Linked DNA regions of Mus musculus: all the other regions are linked to region 1. Evidence: chromatin contacts called from public Hi-C, HiChIP or PLAC-seq and capture Hi-C data. All regions are on one chromosome and are shown on one strand. Each heading gives the region's core, a stretch centred on a gene start, on an enhancer-like site or on the middle of the called end of the contact. The rest is flanking DNA. Distances are from core to core; before and after follow the strand shown.

The links. Hi-C and Micro-C count contacts between places; a contact is called where the count stands out from the background. HiChIP or PLAC-seq counts read pairs in DNA pulled down with a chosen protein or histone mark. Capture Hi-C pulls out chosen DNA fragments and counts their contacts.
Region 2: a contact with region 1 is called in a Hi-C map of uterus, with 6 times the contacts expected there. The contact joins the promoter of Naa20 here to the promoter of Slc24a3 in region 1. A contact is called at or near these places in 3 of 39 promoter capture datasets (the 3T3-L1 cell line, the HPC-7 cell line and hippocampal neurons), 1 of 484 Hi-C or Micro-C datasets (uterus) and 4 of 115 datasets of contacts at active chromatin or transcription factors (astrocytes, bone marrow-derived macrophages, extraembryonic endoderm stem cells and 1 more).
Region 3: a capture Hi-C map of macrophages shows a contact between it and region 1, with 4 times the contacts expected there. The contact joins the promoter of Dzank1 here to the promoter of Slc24a3 in region 1. A contact is called at or near these places in 3 of 115 datasets of contacts at active chromatin or transcription factors (VIP interneurons, bone marrow-derived macrophages and large pre-B cells) and 1 of 9 other capture datasets (macrophages).
Region 4: a contact with region 1 is called in an H3K27ac HiChIP or PLAC-seq map of extraembryonic endoderm stem cells, with 4 times the contacts expected there. The contact joins the promoter of Sec23b here to the promoter of Slc24a3 in region 1. A contact is called at or near these places in 2 of 39 promoter capture datasets (hippocampal neurons and neutrophils), 1 of 115 datasets of contacts at active chromatin or transcription factors (extraembryonic endoderm stem cells) and 1 of 9 other capture datasets (macrophages).
Region 5: an H3K27ac HiChIP or PLAC-seq map of stem cell-derived neural progenitor cells shows a contact between it and region 1, with 4 times the contacts expected there. The contact joins the promoter of Rin2 here to the promoter of Slc24a3 in region 1. A contact is called at or near these places in 2 of 39 promoter capture datasets (the 3T3-L1 cell line and hippocampal neurons), 10 of 484 Hi-C or Micro-C datasets (brown adipocytes, cerebellar granule neurons, cerebellum and 6 more) and 4 of 115 datasets of contacts at active chromatin or transcription factors (embryonic forebrain, forebrain, stem cell-derived neural progenitor cells and 1 more).
Region 6: an H3K27ac HiChIP or PLAC-seq map of oligodendrocyte precursor cells shows a contact between it and region 1, with 12 times the contacts expected there. The contact joins the promoter of BC039771 here to the promoter of Slc24a3 in region 1. A contact is called at or near these places in 1 of 39 promoter capture datasets (hippocampal neurons), 3 of 484 Hi-C or Micro-C datasets (neural progenitor cells, palatal mesenchyme and uterus) and 3 of 115 datasets of contacts at active chromatin or transcription factors (embryonic forebrain, embryonic midbrain and oligodendrocyte precursor cells).

The regions. Positions count from the first base shown.
Region 1 is chr2:145,165,719-145,169,550 of GRCm38.p6, reverse strand. It overlaps Slc24a3 (solute carrier family 24 (sodium/potassium/calcium exchanger), member 3), which reads right to left and starts at 1,776. Exons shown (of 17, transcript NM_001356497.1): 1 at 1,354-1,776. The coding sequence starts at 1,492.
Region 2 is chr2:145,901,382-145,904,832 of GRCm38.p6, reverse strand. It overlaps Naa20 (N(alpha)-acetyltransferase 20, NatB catalytic subunit), which reads right to left and starts at 1,592. Exons shown (of 6, transcript NM_001141965.1): 1 at 1,471-1,592. The coding sequence starts at 1,523.
Region 3 is chr2:144,525,915-144,529,350 of GRCm38.p6, reverse strand. Dzank1 (double zinc ribbon and ankyrin repeat domains 1) reads left to right here and starts at 1,937. Exons shown (of 21, transcript NM_172859.3): 1 at 1,937-2,071. It overlaps Polr3f (polymerase (RNA) III (DNA directed) polypeptide F), which reads right to left and starts at 1,606. Exons shown (of 9, transcript NM_029763.3): 1 at 1,426-1,606; 2 at 531-648. The coding sequence starts at 1,487.
Region 4 is chr2:144,554,394-144,557,789 of GRCm38.p6, reverse strand. It overlaps Sec23b (SEC23 homolog B, COPII coat complex component), which reads right to left and starts at 1,561. Exons shown (of 20, transcript NM_001252544.1): 1 at 1,466-1,561. Gm34292 (a long non-coding RNA gene) reads left to right here and starts at 1,155. Exons shown (of 1, transcript XR_003953925.1): 1 at 1,155-3,396.
Region 5 is chr2:145,784,000-145,787,731 of GRCm38.p6, reverse strand. Rin2 (Ras and Rab interactor 2) reads right to left here and starts at 1,616. Exons shown (of 13, transcript NM_028724.4): 1 at 1,553-1,616; 2 at 1,318-1,410.
Region 6 is chr2:145,699,363-145,702,890 of GRCm38.p6, reverse strand. It overlaps BC039771 (cDNA sequence BC039771), which reads right to left and starts at 1,696. Exons shown (of 4, transcript NR_033220.1): 1 at 1,569-1,696.

The DNA of each region.
Region 1 (3,832 bases), core at 527-3,026:
GGAAAAAAGTCTCACTTCATTCAAATAGTACAGCCCACCTCCCTCATGTCAGTACCCAGGGCCAGAAAATCAGAGATTCAAAAGCAATAGAGAGAGTCATGGAGTCTAAGGGTTTTGCTGAAGACCAGGCCCGCTTCTCTCCTATTACCATATATGATGAAGTCCGTAGAGAGATCTGCTAAGTTCAGAATGACCCCTGAGTTTCACCATGAGGCACCACACCAGCCATGGTGAGGGAAAACCCTTTCTTGATTGATGGCACCTTTTAAAATGTCACCATCGCTATCAAAATGCTTTTATTGTGTGCTTCAAAGCACCACGTATTAGAACTGTGCCTATCTTAACAGTACAGCACATAGCTGTAACTGTTTTACCCCACAATCATTTATTTGTCTGCTTCCCCACAAACCCTGATATTCGAAAAGCCAGGATAAGAAATCATTTTACGACCGTTATTCTTTCAAGTCTTTCCTTTCTGTGAGGTTGTTTTGTTTCTTTTTCTTACACAGCTGCACCCCAGAGTCCAAATTGTTTCCAATGGACAACTGTTTTGAGCACATTTCTCCCCAATGTCTATTTTAGCTCCAAAAAAAGCCAAGGGCAAAGATAAAACCAAACTATCGTGTGTGTGTGTGTGTGTGTGTGTGTGTGTACAAGTGTGTACACGTGTGTATGCACCACCAGCCAAAGCACCAAGGAAAAAGTGGGCAGCATAGAGTGGTCCGCCCCCAGCATCAAGTCGGTGAAAGGAAGCAAGCCAGCCTTGAGAAATGAATCCATGTGTTCCTGCTGAGCAACCCTTTAAGGGAGCATGCCCATTCCTAAACCCTGACTGGTAGCTATCACTTTCTCCTAACGGAAGTAAGTTCCCAGCACCTGTTCTTGGATCGCAAAGATGGCAAGGAGCATTCTCCACTGCCCACCCCACCTGTTCTGTGTGGAGAACACGTGGAGAACCGGCTGTGAGCTGGTCAGCCTACCCTGCATTCCCTCAGTAAGCCAGGAGTACAGGTGGTTGGTTACCTGCACAGGTACTGATTGCTGTCAGAACAACTTTATTACTAGCCTTGGTAGTGAAAGGGTCCCTCCCTGTCACCGCCGCCACTACCAGCCAGGCTGTGGGAAAGGGGCAGAAGGCAAGAGGAAAAGGTCTTCTTGGTGCCCAAGGGGTCACTCCTCCACCGCTGCAGTCCTAGAGCCCAGACCCCTTCCTCCCTAGCCCCGCAAGAGACCGGAGTGTCCCCGTGCCTGTTCGGTGTGGCTGGACCCAGCGCAGCTCGCCGGGCACCGAGCCCCGAGAGCCCGAACTGCTGGAGCCGCAGCGCCCACTCGGGGCAGGCGGCGAGCACTCACCCTTCTGCTCTCGCAGGCTCGACAGCGACCAGAGCAGCAGCGCCACCGAGGCCAGGAAGCAAAGCTGGCTCAGCAGAAGGTCCCTCCGCCGGCGGCGGCTGCGGCGGCGCGCGCAGTCCTGGTCGCCCGGCGGCGGCATCCTCGGACAGCCGGGCGGCGTCCCTGGCGGGCGGCGTCCGCTCGGGTCGCGGGCGGCCGCGGCGGGGACGGCGGCAGGAGGCAGCCCTGCGCGCAGCAGCCGCGCGTCCTCGCTGCGTTCCCACCCGGCCGCCGCCTCCTGCTTTCCCTCCTCCCGGCCGCTGCCGGTCTCCACGCCGTCGCCCTCGTCGCTATCGCTCAGTCCCTCCTCCCCCGCCGCCTCCTCCTCCTCGCCGCTCGCCCGCACCGCCGCCTCCCTGCGCTCGGGGTCCCTCTCCTGCTCGCGCGCCATGGCTCCCACGCTCCGCGCCCGCGTTCGGCCTGGGGCGGCGGCGGCGGGGGCGGCCGGGAGGCGGGGGCGGCGGGGGCGGTGGAGGAGGAGCGGGGAAGGACCGGCGAGAGGAGGGCCGGCCGCTGGCCACCCGAAGCAGGCCCTGACCTCAGGCTGCGGGAGTGCAGCTCGGGGTCGCACTCCAGTGTCCACGCGGGGGTGGGTGGGTGGGGGACTCGGAGCCGAGCGGCGGCCGGAGCGCGCCAACAGCTAGAGTGAGCGCAGCTTCCCGTACCCCACGGTGGGTCGGCGGCAGGGGGGCTGCGCACGGGAGGGGGACAGCGCCCGGGATGCTATGAGTCGCTGGCCAGCACCGCGGGGAGGGGGCGCAGGGAGGAGACTGGGCTGTGGAGGGAGCCCGGTGCACAGCCCTTCAACCCTTTGGTGCCCAGAGAAAGAGGCGGTGCGGTGGGGGAGGCCCGCTAGGCGGGATGTGGATAGACAGATCTCCACCAAGGAGGACTGGCCTGAAACTTTCAGAGAAAAGAAGGATTTCCTTGGCCCTCTTCCATCCGTTGCCTTAAGCTAGAGCGTCTAGAGTGTGCTAGGTGGCCAATTCCTAGCCACTGGTCCTGCCTCCTGCCGCTGGCCTCAGGGGTTCCCCTCTGCCCCCTGGTGGGGATCCCGGTGAGCCAGGCTCAAGTCCTGAAACTGGCCTCCTGGGGGGGTTTGGCTTATTAGGGTTGTCCTGGCTTCCCCCTCTGGCTAGGGTTCACATTTCGCTCTCTGAGGAGCTGAAGCAAGTCCAGTGTGTGGCTGAACCTGAGGGGGCCCTAGTAAGTTCCCTAGGAGGGAGACTCTTGGCCTTCTACAAGGACAATCAGTCCACCCCTCCCCCAAGATTAGAGCCCTAGGCCCCAACTCCCTAATTCGAGTTCTTCTGCCCCTGCCTATTAAAGATGTAGAGGCTGACATCCCCACCCCTATCTGCAGTACCATTGAAAAGGGCACCTAGTGATCCCAGGGGTTCACTCCCAGGGGCTTGGACTTCCCTAGCCTCATCCCAGGTACCTGCCTGCAGGATGGAAGACACACGACCCCAGAGGAAGGGAAGAAGAGATGTGTTTCCAAGTGGTGGTTAAACTTAAGTCTTATTCCAAAAGGATGGTCCTAGAAATCAGATATATGTTTGGATGGCTCTTGGGCCTGAGCAATCTAGCCCTCGGGAGTTGGGAGGAAGTGGGGAAACTCCATAGAGACTTCTCCCTGCCCAGGTCACAAGGGACCCACAGGATCAACTGTGAGTGACCTTCCATCCCATATAGTGTCAGATGTCCCCTGACAACATCTGGAGACATGGAAAGTGATCACAGGTGGTTTGTTTTCTGCTGAAGAGCAGAATTTGCTTTCCATGTGTTTATTCCCTCCCACTCCTATGTTGGCTGCCCCATATCCAGAGCACCTTCCCTGCAATGGCTAGGTGAGTCTTTGCTTAGGTCACCAGGTAACAAAGGAGGAACGCAAACTCTTCAAGTTCATCCAGATTGGAGCATCATGGAGAATTCTCCAATTCTGTCACCACTATCAAGCCTTCTTGATAGTGGTGACCCTTGAGGAATTCAGAGTAATCTCGACTTGTTAGGAAAGACACTCATATAGTGTCTCTAGTGGAAGGCAGGGAGGTGGGTGGGAGATGGGGATCTGGAAAATGCTGAGTCGGGGAATGAACACTAACTCATCGTGGGGTAGAAACTATCATAGACAGAAGGAAATGTGTGATCTGGGGGTTGGTGAGCATGTGTGTAAGGAAACGGGAGGACAATAGGGAAGACTAGAAACTGATGATTCTCGGGAAGACAGGGTAGACTCCCATGCCCCAAAGAAAGGACTCTGCTAGTTGATATTTGTTTTGAGAAATCTCCGAGTAAGAGGGGATAATGAGATAAAGCACCAGCAAGATCGATAGCTTCTGGAAGCTGCCAGACATCACTGGGAGCAGAAGGTGGGGATCTCTGATGCCCTCCTGACAGTAGTACCTTAGCTCAGACAGGCTCACTAATTCCTATGGTG
Region 2 (3,451 bases), core at 343-2,842, 740 kb before region 1:
TCACTGAATCTTGGTGTATCATAGAATCAATCTCCTGTGGATACCAAAGGATCTCAGACTTGTGATCCTCCAACCTCAGCCTGAGTGCCAGGATCAACCTTTTTCATTTATTGAATGGGTATGGGTTTTATATGTCTGTGTGTTACATGCATACCTGGTGCTTACTCAAGCCAGGAAAGGCCAGCAGCTTCTTGGAACTAGTATTACAATCAAGTGTGAGCCTCCATGTGGAGTGAACCCCTGTCCTCTGGAAGAGCACCCAGTACTTTTAACAACTGAACCATCTCCAGCTCCATGGGACCAATTTTTTAACAACCACCAGGGCCAGTCTCCACCTACTCCACGTCAGGGTTCTGTGTGTGCAATCCCTTCCCTCACCCAGAAACTGAGGACATCAGCACATGACAGAATTTGTGAAGATTTAAGGGCCTATTATTACATGAGCGCCTGCCACAAGTACTAAAATGCACAGAGGATTCAACACAAGCGGGACCTAACCGAAATCTCACAAGATCGGATCTGAACCAATTAAACACGATAATTAAACCTGGCTTCACCTGAAGCAAAGGCCTACCCTGCTTCACACTCCATTTTCCTGCAGCCTTCTCCAGAGTTTCCTCCTTGCCAAATTTCCTTCATCAAGGTTCATCCCCTCTTTGAAATGTCCATCATCCCAGAGTTTCTTCCCTTCTGTTACCTAAACCTTCCGGTCCATACTTCTTACTACGTTATATCAAGCAAATAACCGAGGTCATGTGTCTACAGGAGTTCGCGGTGAAATGCTGAGCTTTTTAAATGGTCATAATTTGGATTCCAAACTAAATTTTTTTTTCTTTTTAAAAAGCGAGAAGGGGAGAACGGCAAATCACGGGTTTTTAAATTTTGGACTGAAAAGAAACCACACAGCACCGGGGAGTCTTCAGTACATTGGATCCCCAACCAAAAAAAAAAAAATGTAGTCTAGCTGGGTGTGGTGGGGCATGCCTTTAATCCCAGCACTAGTAAGACAGGAAGACATATCTGTGAGGTTTAGGCCAGCCTCGTCTACAGAGAGTTCCTGGAGCCCAGGGATACGAAATGAACCCTGTCTTTTTTTTTTTTTTTTTTTTTTTTTTAAGAGAAAAAGAAAAAAACCCAAGGCAGTCTACTTTGGGCGCTCCGCTACTGTAACTACCAAGCACAAACCACAACTTGCTGAGAGGGCCCGGAGCATCGCAAGGTTACTTCACTGGGATACAATTTAACCAGGACCGCGCTCCTTCCCCGCCCTCCCTCCGCAGTGAGGCCGCCTCAGGGAGCGGGCGCGGGGTGTCCAGCCCGGCTCCGCATCATCCCGGGCGCACCGGGAGCGCCGCGCCTCGGCCAAGGTCACCGGTCAGCGCGCCCGCGCAGCGTCCACCCGGCCCACGGCCCCGCGAGGCTGACCCCGTCCCGCGCCGCGAAGACAGAGGCCGGCCGTGCCTCACTCACATGTTGTTGAAGCGGAACAGGTCGTCGCAGGTGAAGGCCCGGAGCGTGGTCATTGCGCCGCCGCCAGCCTCCAACCCGCTCGGCGCGACCCCGCGCCCGCACTACCGGAAGTACTCGCGCCCGCGGCCGCCATGGGGTGGGACAAAGAACTACTTCCGGACCAGAGGTTGCTGGGCAACAAGAGTAGCGTCGTAGCTCTCTCTGGCGGCTGAAATCAGCAATTGCCTTAATGATCCGCGCCCCGCAGACCCTTTCCAAAAAGTAGGCAGAGTAGTAACAAGGAGAAAGAAGCTGGAGTCAGAGAGCCAAATCGTAAAAGCAAGCTTCAAAACTACAAAGATGCTTCACAGGGTGAGTTAGGAAGTGATCCCTAAAAGGATGGCTCAGGGCCTCTTCTCTCAACCACTGTCATGAACCAGGGATGTGACCTTAAATTTTCTAGCACATTAAAATTATTTAGAAGAAAGGAAGGAAAGAAGGAAGGAAAGGAGGGAGAGAGGGAGGGAGAGAAAGAGAGAGAGAGGAAGAAAAAGAAAGGAAGGAAGGAAGAACAGAAAGAAAGAAAGAAAGAAAGAAAGAGAGAGAGAGAGAGAGAGAGAGAAAGAGAAAGAAAGAAAGAAAGAAAGAAAGAAAGAAAGAAAGAAAGATTATCTGTATAAAAAATGTGAATATCTTATCTTATTTTGGCAATAAGACTTTGAAATCTGGTCCATATATTTGCAGTTTATTTTAATCCGAGAGAAAAATGATCAGAACTATTTGTTTTCGATGCTGATTTTAATAAATGTGTGATTAAAGAGCAGATCAAGCCAGGAATAGTGCCTTACACCTGTAATCCCAGTAGTAAGGAGACAGAGACAAGAGGCTGTTAGTGAGCCTCGAAAACCCTGGTCTATATAGTGAGTTCCAGGCCAGTCAAGGACACATAGTGTGACCGTCTCAAATACATGCATACAAGATGATAGAGCTATCAAAGTAATCCAAACATGTTTCCAAATAACCAAATGAAACATTATCTCATGTCTAAGTTGAAAGTTAACCATTAGGAATTACATTCTTTCATCTGGCCTGCTACATTTTAAGCACCAGCCCAGCGTCTCCACGGCATAGACCCAGTGACTGAGGAGACTATGTACTGTCGGGCTGTGAAGCTGCCTTCCCCTCTTCTCCTTACCAGCAGTTGGGGTGGTCCTGGAGAACATGCTGCTGAGCTCAAACCAATCCAACTCAGCGAGATGCCTACATTACAGCAGACTCACATCCCCAACTCCTTTGGGACTCAGTTGCTCCGCAGGTGTCTTGGGAATTCCTTGGCCAAACCTGAGGGCCAGGTGTGGTGGAGAAGAAAGCAAATGGTTGAAAGAGCAGGTAGTCCCAGTGGCTCCTCGCCAAGCTTTGTCTCTAAGCCTGATGAAGTAAATTATACAATGAATAATTGTAAACATGGGTATGACAGGCCCGAAAGTATATATATAACTGCTACTATGGTAGAAAGGTGGAGTTTGACACCATGAGTTCAGCTTCTACCCTCTATTCACTTACTTTGGCAAAATATGCCATGAAATGAACAGTAAAATATATTTTTGAGGGAAGTTGAGGTTATGATGCTTATACAAATGGAAAAAATGGACAAAGTCAGAAAGAGTCTGAACTAACCAGTAAGAGAGATATGGTAGTCTACTCAAGGAAAATTTTAAATGCATGTGGTTAAAACAAAGACAAAATTGAGAGGGGGGGACATGTGGGGGAATATGAATTTGATGGGTGTATATATGCTCATATTTCATTGTATGTGTGTATGAAATTCTCAAGAATAAAAATGTTTTAAGCCAGTGAATGTAAGTAAATTTGCTTTTTTTCATGAATAAGTGTATCATTATACAAAGAAAACTATAAGTAAAATACACACAGCATATTCAAACATGATCCCAGGACTTAGAAAGATGAAGGAGAATCTTGTCTTCCAGACCAGCCTGTGCTA
Region 3 (3,436 bases), core at 688-3,187, 640 kb after region 1:
TCAAGCCACAAATTTTGGCCTTACAATTAGTATATTGGCTTACTAGAAAGGAGGCTTATTATGCGATTATTGCTCCGTGTAATTAAGGTGGGGGGAGAATTCTTGTACGTCTCCTGCAAGCTGGAGACTAGAGAAGGCCAGCGGCACAGATCAATGGCACAGACCGGATGCATTAACCTCGGTGATGGGAAGTCAATGGTATAGATGGGATCCGAAAGTCTAAGGACAGAGTGGTGAAGGCAGAAGGCTGGCCCTGGGGCTCAGAGTGGGCTGGGGCAAGTTCCTGTGTCCTCCATGTCTTTGGCTTAGGCTGATACTAAATTGGATGGTGCCCATTCACTGCCTACAGTCAGCACATCAGTTCAAATACCACATTCTAGAACATCCCAGAAACAGCAAACAGGCAGATATCTAGGATCTCAGAGCCCAGCCAAGCTGACACATAAGGTTAGCCATCACAACGATATGACAGGAAGCAATGAAAACCAGAATATACAACAAATTACATGAATTGGTTGACTTCACCTTACCATGGATAACAGTCTATTGATGGCCACTGCCCGCTGCTGGGCTTCAATGTGAGGCATTTCGTTCTGAATTACTTGATCTGTGATTCCATGAGGGAACTGGTGGCATAATTCTATAATTCTAGGAACAACGGTATAAATGGTTTATGTTTGCTTGCTTTTAAAGGCAAATAAGGAAGATACACGATAGTCAAGCTAAAAAGCTCAATGTTGTCAATGGGAATAAGTACAGCAAAGTGACTCCAAGGTCTGTGGGCAGAAAGCAAATAGAATATTCGGGGGTGGGGGTGGGGGGCAGCATAGTGATTCACCATAACTGGAGTCTTGAGAATTATCCCCTCCAAACAAACTGGAGGGATTAATTTGTTTGGAGGTGTAATAAACTTATTATCCACAATAATAATGTTGAGAAAGTCGTCTTTTAAATACATTATAACCTAGAAACACATGTGCACTACGGGAGTTAAGGCACTCACTGAACCTACTTGGCTCAATGGTCCTTTGTAATCACAAACTGAACCCTCATTTGGCCCCAACGTTCTCTTATAGAACTTCCCTTGGCAACCGGGCAATCCTGGATTCGAACACATGTCCAAGAACTACAGGGAAAATGCAGGTCTCTCTTCTGGCCCTGGCTGCTGTCACGTTCCAAGTGCTCTAATAGAATCCCGGAGAACCCAGTTCCACAACGTTTCAAGCTGTCCCGCTGCTCTAGAGCTTCTGAAGAGTTCTACTCTCCCTAATCGGGGCGGGGGGGTCGCCCAGACACCCGGCAACCCCGCTCCCGCGTGCTCGACCAGTCTACCCCAGCCTCTCCCCGCGGGACTGAGAGAGAAGGGGGTCCCGCTACCCAGCTGACTGCTCGCTTAGCGTCGGGAGCCTAGCTTTATTGCAGTACCTGTTTTCTATCTCCACCGGATCCGCGTCCGGCGGCTGCACCTTGACCTTCACCTCCGCCATGAGGGCAGTTTTCGAGACTAGAGGAAAAGTGGCCCCTCGGAGCGCGCTGGAAGTCTCGGGAACCGGTGGAGGCGCGCGCCGGGGACCGAGGCTTGAGAGAGAGGCGAGGGACCTTCTTCATCCGGTCGCGCTGGGCCTTCTTCATCGGATCGGCTTGGGGCGCCCGTGCTGTGCCTGCTCCGCCTTGCTCGGCAGGGTCGCCACAGCGACTCCCTTCCGTTGTCTCAAATTTCAGTGCTTGTCGGACAAGAGCCTCTGGCTCCAGTACGCACCCTTCAGCCTCTTCCAGCCGCCGAGAAGGCATATTCTTGGACACCTACAAGAAAGTGTCGCAGAAGGATCTGGAGGCGGGTACCAGACGGAGGCTGCAGCCAGAGACAAGGGCGGGGCTGGTTGCTAGGATGTCGATTTCCCTGCCAATCATCTGCTCGGCTCCCGATGGGCGGGGCGCGGTTCGCAGCGTCTGTGGAAACGCAAGCTGCAGCGGAGGAGCTGTGGTGAGACCGTGAGAAACCTGACAACGGGTTGGCGGCGGCGGTGCTGCGTCGGGGGTCCTTAATCTCTGTCCTTGAGGCTGGAGAAGGGTGAGGAGAAGGGCATCTCTCACTGGGTTGGGAGGGAATTAGGCATCTCTGACTGCCTCGCGAGGCCGAGGGCATGACGCAGGGTCTGGGTCCTGGTTTGGGCAGCGAGGAGATGGTTCAGGTGCAGGATGTTGGGAGATGCTGGTGGCATGACACTGACACCAGGCTGCGGTGTGGACCTAGCGAATCAGCCATCTCTGTCTCCTTCCTGTGAGGTCCAGTGACCACCCCAGGTTTCCAAGAGCAGCTAATAGCTAACCGTGAGCACTTCAGTCTCGAACCAACGGTGTTTATTTAGAATCTAGTTTTCAGCTATCTTTATTTTAGCTGACTCTCACTCGAAGGGAAATGTGAAGGTAGGCGAATCCCTCTACATCCAGCGTCATTTCTGAAGGGTCAGATACCTGTAGTTTTTATTCTTGGTCCTCAATCTGGAAGAATCCAAAAAGGCATTAAATTCGTCTTTTAATTCTAATTATCTCGCTTTCCAGAACAAGATATGTCAAAACGCAAACATGTTCACAGCAACATGATCAGAATTCCAACTACCATTTAAAAAAAAATGACCTCACCACTGAACAACAAATTGTTACATGAAAAATTGTAAGCCAGGCATGGTGTCTCATTCCTTTAATCCCAGCACTTGGGAGTCAGAAGCAGGTGGATCTCTGTGAGTTGGAGGCCAGCTTGGTCTACAGGTAGAGCTCCATAACAGCTAGGGCTGTTACACGGAGAAACCCTGTCTCGGGGGAGCGGGGGGCGAAATGAGGATGCAAAATGTTGATTATAAAAGTGAGATGAATATGTACATTATAATTGAATAATAATGTAGCCACAATCGTTGAAGCTACAGTGCAAGTTGCAAATACTGGATTAAGAGGACTCCTCCCCACCTCAAAGAAAAGACCCATAAGGTTTCTGCCCTGCTAGTTATTTACAAAATAGCAGAGCTAATAGGAAATGATGGTTGTGGGTTTATATCCATGTCAACTTCCTTTCTATTGAGAGCTGATGCTCTGCAGTCTTTGCAGTATATTTTCCAAAATACAATACACTGCAGTGGTTTGCAAAGGTGAGACTGTGGGGGGTTAGAACCTCTTTTAAGATTTGGCTCTAAGTAATTCATGCTACGTGCAGAGTTACCTGCTCCCCTTATGTAATGAGTTGCCTTGAAGTCAGGAGAGTGAGTGTGTGTGTGTGTGTGCATGTGCGCGCGCACTGGCTGAAGGCAGTGAAGAGTGAATGATCTCGAGGGAACTGAGCTCAGAGCGTTAGAGGTGGATTCTGCTCTGCCTCATCCGTGGACCTGCCCTTTTAAAGCAGCTCCAGCCTCCTAGCGAATTCATCTGTTTGTCTTTATTAGAT
Region 4 (3,396 bases), core at 312-2,811, 610 kb after region 1:
ACATTGACACATGAGTGACTGAAGGTCAACTGAGCAAGCCAATCCGGAAAGCAAAATGAACTGGTCCAGGGGGTAAAGTGCTTGCCACGCAAGTCTGACAGCCTGAGTTAGAGCCTCAGATCCCACAAAAAGATGGAAGGAAAGACCTAAGATCACAAAAGTTGCCTATGAGTGGCTTGACAGGTGCACACACATGCAAATGACATGTTTAAGCAAGTAGACTGTTAAAAAAAGGAAAGCCAGAAAACTGAACTGAAGAAGAAGAAGAAGAAGAAGAAGAAGAAGAAGAAGAAGAAGAAGAAGAAGAAGACGACGACTAAACCTGTGAAATGAGAATGGAAGCATATTCTTGTAATTTCCATATTTGGGAGGCTGAGGCAGAATCAAGAGAGTACAAAGCCTCCTGGGTTACATAGGGATAGATATAGATATATAGATATATCCTGCAAATAATTTGGGTGAGGACAATTTTACATACCCAGAAAAGCAAATTAATTATTCTACCATACAGACTCTATACAACAAAGTCCCAAATGTCTGTTCCAACTGAAACTCTTAACACATCTACTTGTTAGTTCTGGCAAATACAAGAAGATAAAACCCTAACTACACAGAAAGCACTTAGGCGCCTGGGAGCGGGGGTGGGGGTGGGGGGTAGTAAATAAGTCACAGCACATTCTAACATCGCCATTTCCAGCAGTTACTTCAGCAAACCCCATTAAATAATGGTAACCCCTCTATAAAGTTCTTTACGTAAATGTATAAGTCCCCGAGTATCAACATATTAACACCTGCTCCTATTTCCCACTGCCTCCTTTCCTCGATTTATTCTAAACCAGCTTCTTAATCCTAAACACGTAATCCACAGAGGCTTTCAGTGAATTCATGAATCCTCTGACGTTCTATGTATTTTTATTAAATTCTATGTGCTGAGAAAAATGCTCCTATCAAACTCTCAACGAGTAAGGGTATCTGAAGAGGTAAATAGCCGAATGGATGAATGACTGAGTGAATGAAGAGAGAATGAATGAATGAGTGAGTGGATAAAAGAAAGGCATCCAATAAAATATCTTAGCCCCTCTAAGCTCTCCAGGACATAACTTTCCAGGACTTAGTAACCATCTGTAGACACAGTTAAATACCTAATCCTGTACTGAAGATCTGGTTTCTGGTTTCACTTATCACAAAGCAAAACTCAAGGTTTTCATGGGGATTCGGTCCTTCCGGATGTTCGAGTCACCACCACCAACACCCCAATTCCGAGGGCTAAGGAGTCAGAAACCGGCCGTCGGCTCTCAGGCACGGCGCGGACGAGTCACTCTGAGCCGGCTTCTGGGTCATCAACTCTCTCTGATTCTTCCCATAAGCAAGCCCACCTTGCCTCGGCCTGTCTGGCTTCGGCCCTCCTCCTATGCGCCCCTTCACCATTGCAGAGCCAGCCGCTCACCTGTCCGGAGCCACTCACCGGGACTGAACCTTCCGCGCCCCACGGACACCAGAGCTCAACTCCGGCTTCCACCGCCAAGTCCACCTCAGCTCACAGTCGATTGGTCACCGCTCCGAAACGTCATTTCGCGGCGCCATGCTCTAGCCAATCAGAGAGCGCTTCTCTGGCTGACCCGAGAAAGTGAAACAGTCAGAAAAGCTGCGCCTCCATCTTTGAATAGGGCAAGGCTGTGGTTTCTCACCCAACAAACTTTAGAATGTAGAATTCCTCAGGATACATACTTTCTTGAATATATCCTGAAATTTTTCTCCTTCACAGAACCTCGGCGCCTGCGGAACCGTCATCCAAATGCATCCAGCACTCCTCAGGGGACCGCCCTGACACAACATGACGTCTGTTTGCCTCAGGGGGAAGTCCCTCTCATCGCCTAGCTACCGGGAAGCGAGAAGAGGGACGCGTAGCCCGGAGTTGTCCGGAGAGGCCCTCAGCCTGCGGGAAGGGGCTAGGAGGGGACAGAGAGTCTCGGCCGCTAGTTGGTGATCTTTTTGAGCTCAGCAAGTGCGGGTGCGGGTCCTCTCTTCGCGGTACAAAACTTTCCCTTCTCGTTGCTGCTGTGGTTTCTGTGCTCAATAAAAACTGTTTCTGGTGAACATCCTCCTGCCATTCCCCAGCAAGGAAGTGAGTAATTGGGGATGGTCTTATTCAGACACTTAAGGAAACTATCAGAGTCCGTTTTGATGGGTAACACAGCTTTTTCTGTGACCGCCGCAGTCATTTTTACACTTTCTTACAAGTGGCAAAAATAAATAAATAAATAAATAGCAGCAAATTCAGCGAGTGTGTAGTGCCTGCAGCGGCCAGAAGAATCTATTGTGTATCCTCTAACACGGGTGCTAGGAACTGAACTCCAGCAGTATACACATAGCCACTCAACCAACCCTTCATCCCGCCAACTAAAATCTTACAGTTATGCTAAGACATGTTATTCAAAGAGTACCCATTAAATAACCCAGTTTCCTACTAATGCAAACTTTTCTTTAAGACAGAGCCTAGCTGTAGGTTTGGCTGGCCTGGAACTCAGGAAGCCCTGCTTTCTTCTATCTTCCTATGCCTCCTCAATTTAAAAGCACACGCCATCACACCCGGCTAAATCAAACTTTTTGACGTCTATAAATCATAGGGACTTAAGTTTAAATAGGTGGTACTATAAAATATTACTGTTTGCATTACAATCTTTAAAATAAATTTACATTTTCTCATCATCATAAACATAACAATGTTAATGATGGCATGTTTAAAACCTTAAATTATGTTTGGGAAATGCAGTTATCTCTTCCTAAGGTAAAATGTAAAATAAAATATACATGTTCGTTATATCTAACGCTGAAAAAAAGAAGTCGCTTTTTAAATAACAAACACTAATATGATTTTATTTGTCAAATATTTCCCTTTCAATTTTTGGACCTGGATTATTTCTACACTAGTAATTTCTGTAGAGAGGATTTTTTTTTAATTGCATGTTCAAAATATACAAGATTGAATGTCCTTACTTGGGGGAATTTAGAAGTATTTTATTTATATAAGAGAATACTTGCAGGGCAATAGTGGTGCATGCCTTTAATCGAAGCACTCAGGAGGCAGAGTCAAGGAGATGTCTGTGAGTTCCAGGCCAGCCTAGTCTACAGAGTTAATTCCAGGACAGCCAGGGCTACACAGAGAAACCTTGTCACGAAAAACAAAACAAACAAAGTACTTGTTTCTGTAACACAGATCTTTTAATTGGAGAAATATAATAATTTAACTTATTGTGACTCAACGCGGGTAGCAAGATATCCTGTTCTCTCACAGAAACAGATGTAAGTCTTTTCGTTTTCATTCTAGCCAGGCAGACACACTGACATATAAAGAACATACAGCTTTAGTTCTACAGTCTCAGCCCCAGGTCCAAA
Region 5 (3,732 bases), core at 367-2,866, 620 kb before region 1:
GCAGCATGCTAGTCAATGGTTTACTCAACAAGACTCACCTCTGTCTACCAGTTCTGAGACACTCCCTCCCACGCCTCGCTAAAACCCAATCAGAGATGTTGCTTACTATCAAGCTTCACTAAAATCCAGTTACACCCTGCTTTGGAGAACTCAGCTTAAAGGACTTGGGACTCAGCAACCAAAACCTACCAACGCACCTCCCAGGGGTCCCTGGCTTAGACACTGATGAGACTCTTGGCCCTCGTTTCAGCAATAAGCTCAATAAAGCTTGCTCTATCAACAAGGTTTCTGATGGATTTTCTAGGGTCAACCTCTGACATATGATCAGTCTCAATCTCTTTGGAAATAGAAAACACAGATACACATACATACACAGATACACATACATACTTATGAACACTTAAGGGCTTTGGATTTACTAACCACAAGCACTCCCCCCACCCCCCTTCTCAGTAATAAAGCAATAAGGTTTCCTTGGTGCGCCTCCTCTGGGGACAAGGACCATTGTTTGGGACACCTGACTGCAATACACTTCATGTGCACATTTAACTTCCTTTAGTCTATTCCCCCCCCCCCCAATCCCCAGGGCAGGGGGTGAGGTGTGAGTCAGGATTTTCCAAAATAAATTTGCATTTATTTGAGGATATGAATAAACAGGTCAAAAAGCCACAAAAGGAAAACTAATTTGCAAGTTCACATTAGAAATGGCCATCAAATCTTAAACATACGCACTCCATATAAAATAACCTTAAAAAAAAATCTCTCATTAAACCAGAAAGTTACTTTAGCCCCAGCAATGCCCACGTGAAACAGACAAGCTGTATGACTTTAATCTTGTCTTCCCCTTGCCCCACCATAAGAAACCTTTGAGTGTTTGAGAAACTAACATTTGATCAGCCTAAAGTGAGGTCCTGGAATCATTGTTTTGCTTTGCTTTGCTTTTTCTTCTGCTCTTTAATGATTCAGTCAGACGAATACACTGGTCTCACACCATTAATTTTTTGGAAATCAAAGTCCAGCTTTCATCCTGAAATTCCCTAGCTTAAAAAGCCTGAACAGCACACCACTTCAGAGCCCCTCTAGGGTCTCACCGTGTGGCATCTCTGACCCAGACCCCAGCCAGTGAGGAACTATTAAACCACAAAAGCCCCAGCCCGCTGAGCACCACCGTGCTCACAGGCAAGCTCCCCTGGCCCCAGCTGGTCTAGCCAGCAGGCTTTTAAGCTCCAGCCTGCAGCTTCGGGTGCCTGCAGCTCCTCAGGCTGCCGCGCAGAGGGAGCAGAGCTGAGATCCCAAATCCAGTTAGTTTCCTTTTACCTTAAAGAAACTTCCTCGCTTGTCCAGACCTTGGGCGCCCATGGTCCACGCTGACATTTCCCCCAGCGAGGCTCTACAACATGCCGGGGACTCCTGAAGGTAGAGACATTTTCAATGGTTAGTGGAGCCTGTAGGAAATTCCTTTCTAAGCCACAGAGCACTCACAACAACAGTCCTGCCAAGATCTTTTTCCGTCAACAACATTGTGCCATTTATTTCCCACCAAAGCCCTTACATCTCCTTTCAGCCCGGTTTCCTGCCGCGGCCAGCACTCTTCCTAGACTGTGCCCCACCTCGCTGCCCCACCCCCTCTGCCAGCAGCTGACGTAGAAGGTCTTCAGGACTTCAGGGAGCATAAAGATGGCTTTGTGTGTTTGCTTGACCCCAAGCTGAAGTCCAAAAGGAACCAATATTAGTTGTCCCCATAATCTGCTGTGAAAGCTTATAGATTTCATATGGCAGATCGCAGAAGAATGGATCCCTCTATGTCCCAGGAAATCCTGCTGTTAGGGAGTGAGGTCAGCATTCCCTCAGTTAGCTCTCCTCCCGGGCAGGCAAGGTCAGCAGAAGGGCACTAGGGAGAAATCCCTCTGTTTTTTCCCCCCTTAGAAGCCAGTGGGACTGGGATGCAGCCCAGAGAGTCAGTGTTTACAGAGCTCATTTGTGTAAGGGGACGCATGTAAACAGCTCCAGGATCATCCAAGGGCTTGGGCTCACTTTGGAACACAGAGGAAAAATTTAAAGGCAGGATAACAACATGGTCCTGAATCATCGCCGAGACTATCATGCTTGGAATTTCCCTTCCTAGGACAGAAACCAGTAATATCTGCACACACCCTGCAAAGACTTCCATCTTCATTTCAGTCTTAGCTGGGTACACACACCTGGTGCAAGAGACCTGGCTGAGACAGGTGTGTCTTGGGGTGGCAAGGGAAGTCCCCAAAGCCTTACTTACCCAGTGAAACTGTACAGCCAGTGAAACTGTACAGGTTTAAACAGAAATCTCACAAAGGGCTGGCTCTCTCTCTCTCTCTCTCTCTCTCTCTCTCTCTCTCTCACACACACACACACACACACATACACACACACAAACATGCCTTTCAACCCACTTGCTATAACATGTACAAGCCAGGGCATATTGCAGACACAAGCAACACAGAAAGTAGGAAGTGCAAACATCACTTGAATCACTAAGGAATATTAAAAGTGGTTGGGCTGCAGGCATGAAGTGGTGAGGTACCAAAGCCTGGATGACAGAGCCAGCATCAGACACTTGGATGCTGAGGTCAGCGCTAGTGACAGTCTAACAAGGGGAAAGGCAAAGTCTACCAGTGAGCAATGCACAAGTGTAAAAGCAAGAGACTTTGTAGAGATTCCTTTGATGCCCCCCAAACTGTCTCTCAACCCACACCCACAGTGAGCTGTTAGGTTGGACTCAGGTGTGGAATCTCATCTAGGCAAAACAGCATCTCACGCACCTAGCCTTCCTTTCAAAACCTCCTCTAGTTGACTTGTTGCTCCATGTCTTGGTCACTTTCTCTCTGGCATCCTGTTCCATTTGTGATCCTGCTGGGATGAAGGACAGTGATCCAAAACCCTCCTGGAGAGATGGCAAGCTTCACGGCAATCCTGCTGACTCCAGAGGTTCACGCTCCCGGCTCAGCATCGGAGTGGAAGTCCAGCTCCAGGGCCTTTGAAGCCCATCCTTATTAGCAACGTCCATAGACTGGCACCACTCCAGAGGGAAAACACAGCGCTGTGTTCAGAACTGGAGAGGGATGGGAACCCTGGGCAGCAGATGATTAACCGTTTAGACCCAGAAACTCAGACACTTTCACGAAGCACACACTTTAAACAAACCTAAAGCTTGTCTTTTTTTTTTTTTTTTACCTCTGGACATTTTCCTGGCAGGAGATTCCACATAGCCTGGCAGTTCAGGAAATGCTAAGAGAGAGCCAAGACGCCATTCCTCATGCAGAACAGTTTCTTTCTTCTGTTCCAGGGTTTTCCATATACAAACCATTCCTCATGATGAGCTCACAAGGAATTCTTTTGGCAACGGAGTCGTCTGAATTCCTTTAGTTTGCTGGTGATTTAACTAGCGGCTGATACGCACATACACCTGTAACTCAGGCAGTCCTGATTAAACACCTAGTTTAGATTCTGTGGGGCCTGCAGATTGCTGTATTTCTTTAAAGGAGGAAGGTGATGTCCTTTCTTATTTTTAAGGCTTCTCCAAGACATGAACACCAAGACAAGTGCCAGAGGTGGTGTATGTCAAATTACAGGAGATGCGGAGAGATGCAGACCTTACCAATCTGGGGACACACCAGATTGGGATGTGCCTGAGTGTGTTTAGATGTGTACAAGGTTTTTGGTGCTTGGACATTTTATTTCATGACCATTCCTGTGACT
Region 6 (3,528 bases), core at 447-2,946, 530 kb before region 1:
GAACATTAACAATGAGGAAGCTAAAGGTCAAAAGAGTCCAGGCCACTCTCTGACATTCTGCTCAGAAATTCTGGGTGCCGCTCTTAATAAGACTGTGATAAACCTGAACCATCCAAAAGTGTACAGAAACAAAAGATGTGGCCATATTTAGAAAAACAGGTTTGATAGCTACTGAAATGGTTTGTTTCAAAAAAGAAAAAAAAAGGTTCCTTTCTCATTGAAATGGAATTATTCTTGGTCTGTAACATGAAGAGGTTTGTCTGGGACCAAGAGATTGAAATTGGAGGAGGGGCAATTTGAGACTGGAGGTGAGGAATCCTGTGCCAGCACTTAAGATGGAAGAGATTTCTTTCTCATCAAAGATAAAAGTGGAGACTGGACCTCAGCACCAGAGGATGCTACAGGCAGAATGAAGTGAATGAGAAGGACATGACGACTTAGGTCAAATGTCCCTGTCACTCTGGTGACCCCGCAGGAGAAAACAGATTGGAGCAATAGACAAAAGGTGACAAAGACATTTTCAGAGAGCAGGCCACTGAAACCCCAGGGAAGATGTCTGAAGGTACAGGTGTTGGTATGAGGAAATCAGCTAGTTGTAATTATCTAGCTTTATAGCAGGTGTTAATCACTGGTAAGGTAAAACCAACGTTGAGTGGCAAGCAGGGATCCCACCAGGACCGGGAATAGGGGTCATTTACATAATATTTCGATCAAGAAGCTGCCTTAATTATGCCTGCGTCCTTAGAACAAGAGTGAAATGGAATGTAAAAGTTACACACTAACTTATTTAGCAGAAGTAAGTTGAAGCCAAGAGGGCATTCAGACGGCGCTGAGAGAGCAAGTGAGATTATTAAAGCAATTAATGCCACAGAACCCCCTGCACTGTCCTGAGACAAGGCAAAAGGAGTCCGGAGGGCAAAGCTCTACCCATCGGAGGCTCCATCCTGTGAGGATGCCTAACTTGAAGGGGTTCCCTGGGCCTCAGAGGCAACTTGCTCAGGGAAGTGTTTCCTTGGGATTAGCACGCTGGTTGCATCTAAAGTTGGCAGCAAAACTTGCCAGCACTGCCCACATGGGTAGTTACACAGTCTGCTTTCCTAAGGGACCTTTGAGACAATTTCCTGGCAGTTATTCTTGTCTCTAATCTCAACGCTGTCCCGACTCTAGGCTCCAGACAGGTGTGCATGCCTCTGAGAAGCCCCAAGGCACAGTGGCCAGGGTTCACATCTGCTGGGTCATCATATCCATCTGCACCAAGCCACATTCTAAAGAACATACGATTAAGGACCCGCCTAGAACCAAGTTCCATTTCCCTAGCTGCTGGAAGATCTACATCTCAAAGAGGCGGGGCTTCACTAAGTTTAATGTAGATGAATTTGAAGACGAGGCGGCTGAGAAGTGGTTTGTTCCAGCAAGCTATGGAGTCAAAGATGTCCTCAACTGCAGCCTCTTGGAGAAGTGGTGGGCCCTGCATAACCAAGGGCTTCTACTATGCTCACCTATACCCTACCGAATTTTGTTCAGTAGTAAATCTCACATCCAGTCTGGAAGAAACCAATCAGTCATACCTCTGTGCAATGTACTACAGATTCCTGCATCCTTTCACCTTTGTCTCAGGCATGGACGTAGTGAATGGTTCTAACAATCTGTCCCACATCTTTTGCCAAAAGCCATGGAGAGTTAAACCTTCCCAGCTACAAAACAGAAAGACAAAAGGAAAAGGAAGTCATTTAAAAATATCTCAATTCTTCTTCAGGGGAAAGGTTAGTTTATAAGCCAAGTCAAAGAAGGACATAATTCTTCTCCAAAATCGACATGTTCTGTACTGTCAGCTTCTTCGAGAACTGTCCAAAACAAAAAACGAACATAAAAGGTTGTTAAGTAAAGCTGCTGTTTTTCTCTGGAACTCGTTTTTATTCCTTAAGGATTTATTCATCCTAATTATCCATTGTTGTGTAATAAGACCACAAGACTCGGTGGCTTAAAACAATACTCATTTCCTTATTGCCATGGTTTCTCAGGGTCTGGAATTCCAGAAGAATTTAGCAGAGCAGTTCTGGCTGAGAGTGTCGGATGAGGCCATGGCCAGATGGTAGCTGGAGTTAGAATGTGGGGTTGGGGGGTGAGAGGAGGCATGGCCTGGCAGCTGGCAAGCAGTAGGTCGCTTCTCCATGTAGCTCGGACTTTGTCATCGGCCTCTCTGGCTAAGGTTGGCTTCCTCATAGCATGGTGGCCTCGGAACAACCTAACTGCTTAGAGGATGCAGCTCACAGATGTAAGAAGAATGAACCAGGAAGCAGAAGGGACATCACTGGATCTTTTCCTTTTCAATTTATCCTCAGAAGAAATGTGGCAAAATTCCTCTTCCATCCTAGCAGGTACAAGTAGACACAAAGCCCCATAGGCTTGAGGGGCAATAGCTAAGACTTTTCATCTTGATGGGCCAGTGGCCAGGAGAACACCTAGGCTGGATGGTGGCTGCTGTTCAACTCTATTGGAAAACTACTCTCGGCCCCACAGCCCAAGGTTAACAACAACTGCAAAGTCCCACATACAAGAGGACTATAAATCCACTCTCATTTTTCCTTTCTAAGTCCATTATTATCATCACCATTTTATGTGTCTGAGTGTTTTGCCTGCATGTATGTCTGTGCAGCACTTGCATGTTGGACACTTGGGGAGGACCTTACACGCCCTGGAACTGGAATTACAGATGGTTGTGAACTGCTCCCTGGGTGCTGGGAATCAAACCTGGATCCTCTGAAAGAGAATTTAACCACAGAGTTCTCTCTGTAGCCTCCCTTGGGGGGGGGGGGGGGAAAGATTGATATTGTGTGTGTGTGTTTACACCTAAGAGATGATAACAACATTTATGATGGGAAATGCTTTGACTTTCAAACTCTATTTTCTTCAGGCTGTAGCTCTGCTTAGTACACTTCTGCTTCCTGGGTTTGCACCACATTTCTTTTCTGACCATTAGTTAGATCCGGTGCAAGCAAGGGCAGCGCCTGGGTGGCTGACTGGGTTTCCTGATTCAAGCACGCCCTCTAGTGTTAAAATGGTGTCATTTCTTTATCAGTTGGGTCTGCTCTCAGGGTCGTCTGCCCTCTGTTGGGATGCCCTTTGCTTTCTTCAGGATCCTCCATTTTATCTCTTTTGCTGACTTTCTCAACATCACAAAGTTTCCAGAGGCAAGTGTTCCTAGCACCCTCCATCTCTCCCAGAGTCCCCTTCCTCAGGATGAGACTCATCTTTGACAGTTGGTGTAGCCTGTGCTGTCTCGCCCAGCCTCTGCACACTCGTGTCCTCCACTCAATGCTCCCACAGGCTTCTGAGCCTGCCAGGTCTCACCTGGGCTCCTAGCTGGACTCAAACAGGGGATCTGAAGTTTGTAGAATTCTGTTTCTTCACAATGCTGAGGGGGGTATATAAATGATTACAATATTTGCTCTCTTTCTAGATCAAGGTGACATAGGCCATACTTCTACTCCAACTCAGAGTTTTATACGCCAAAATAATAAAAATGCC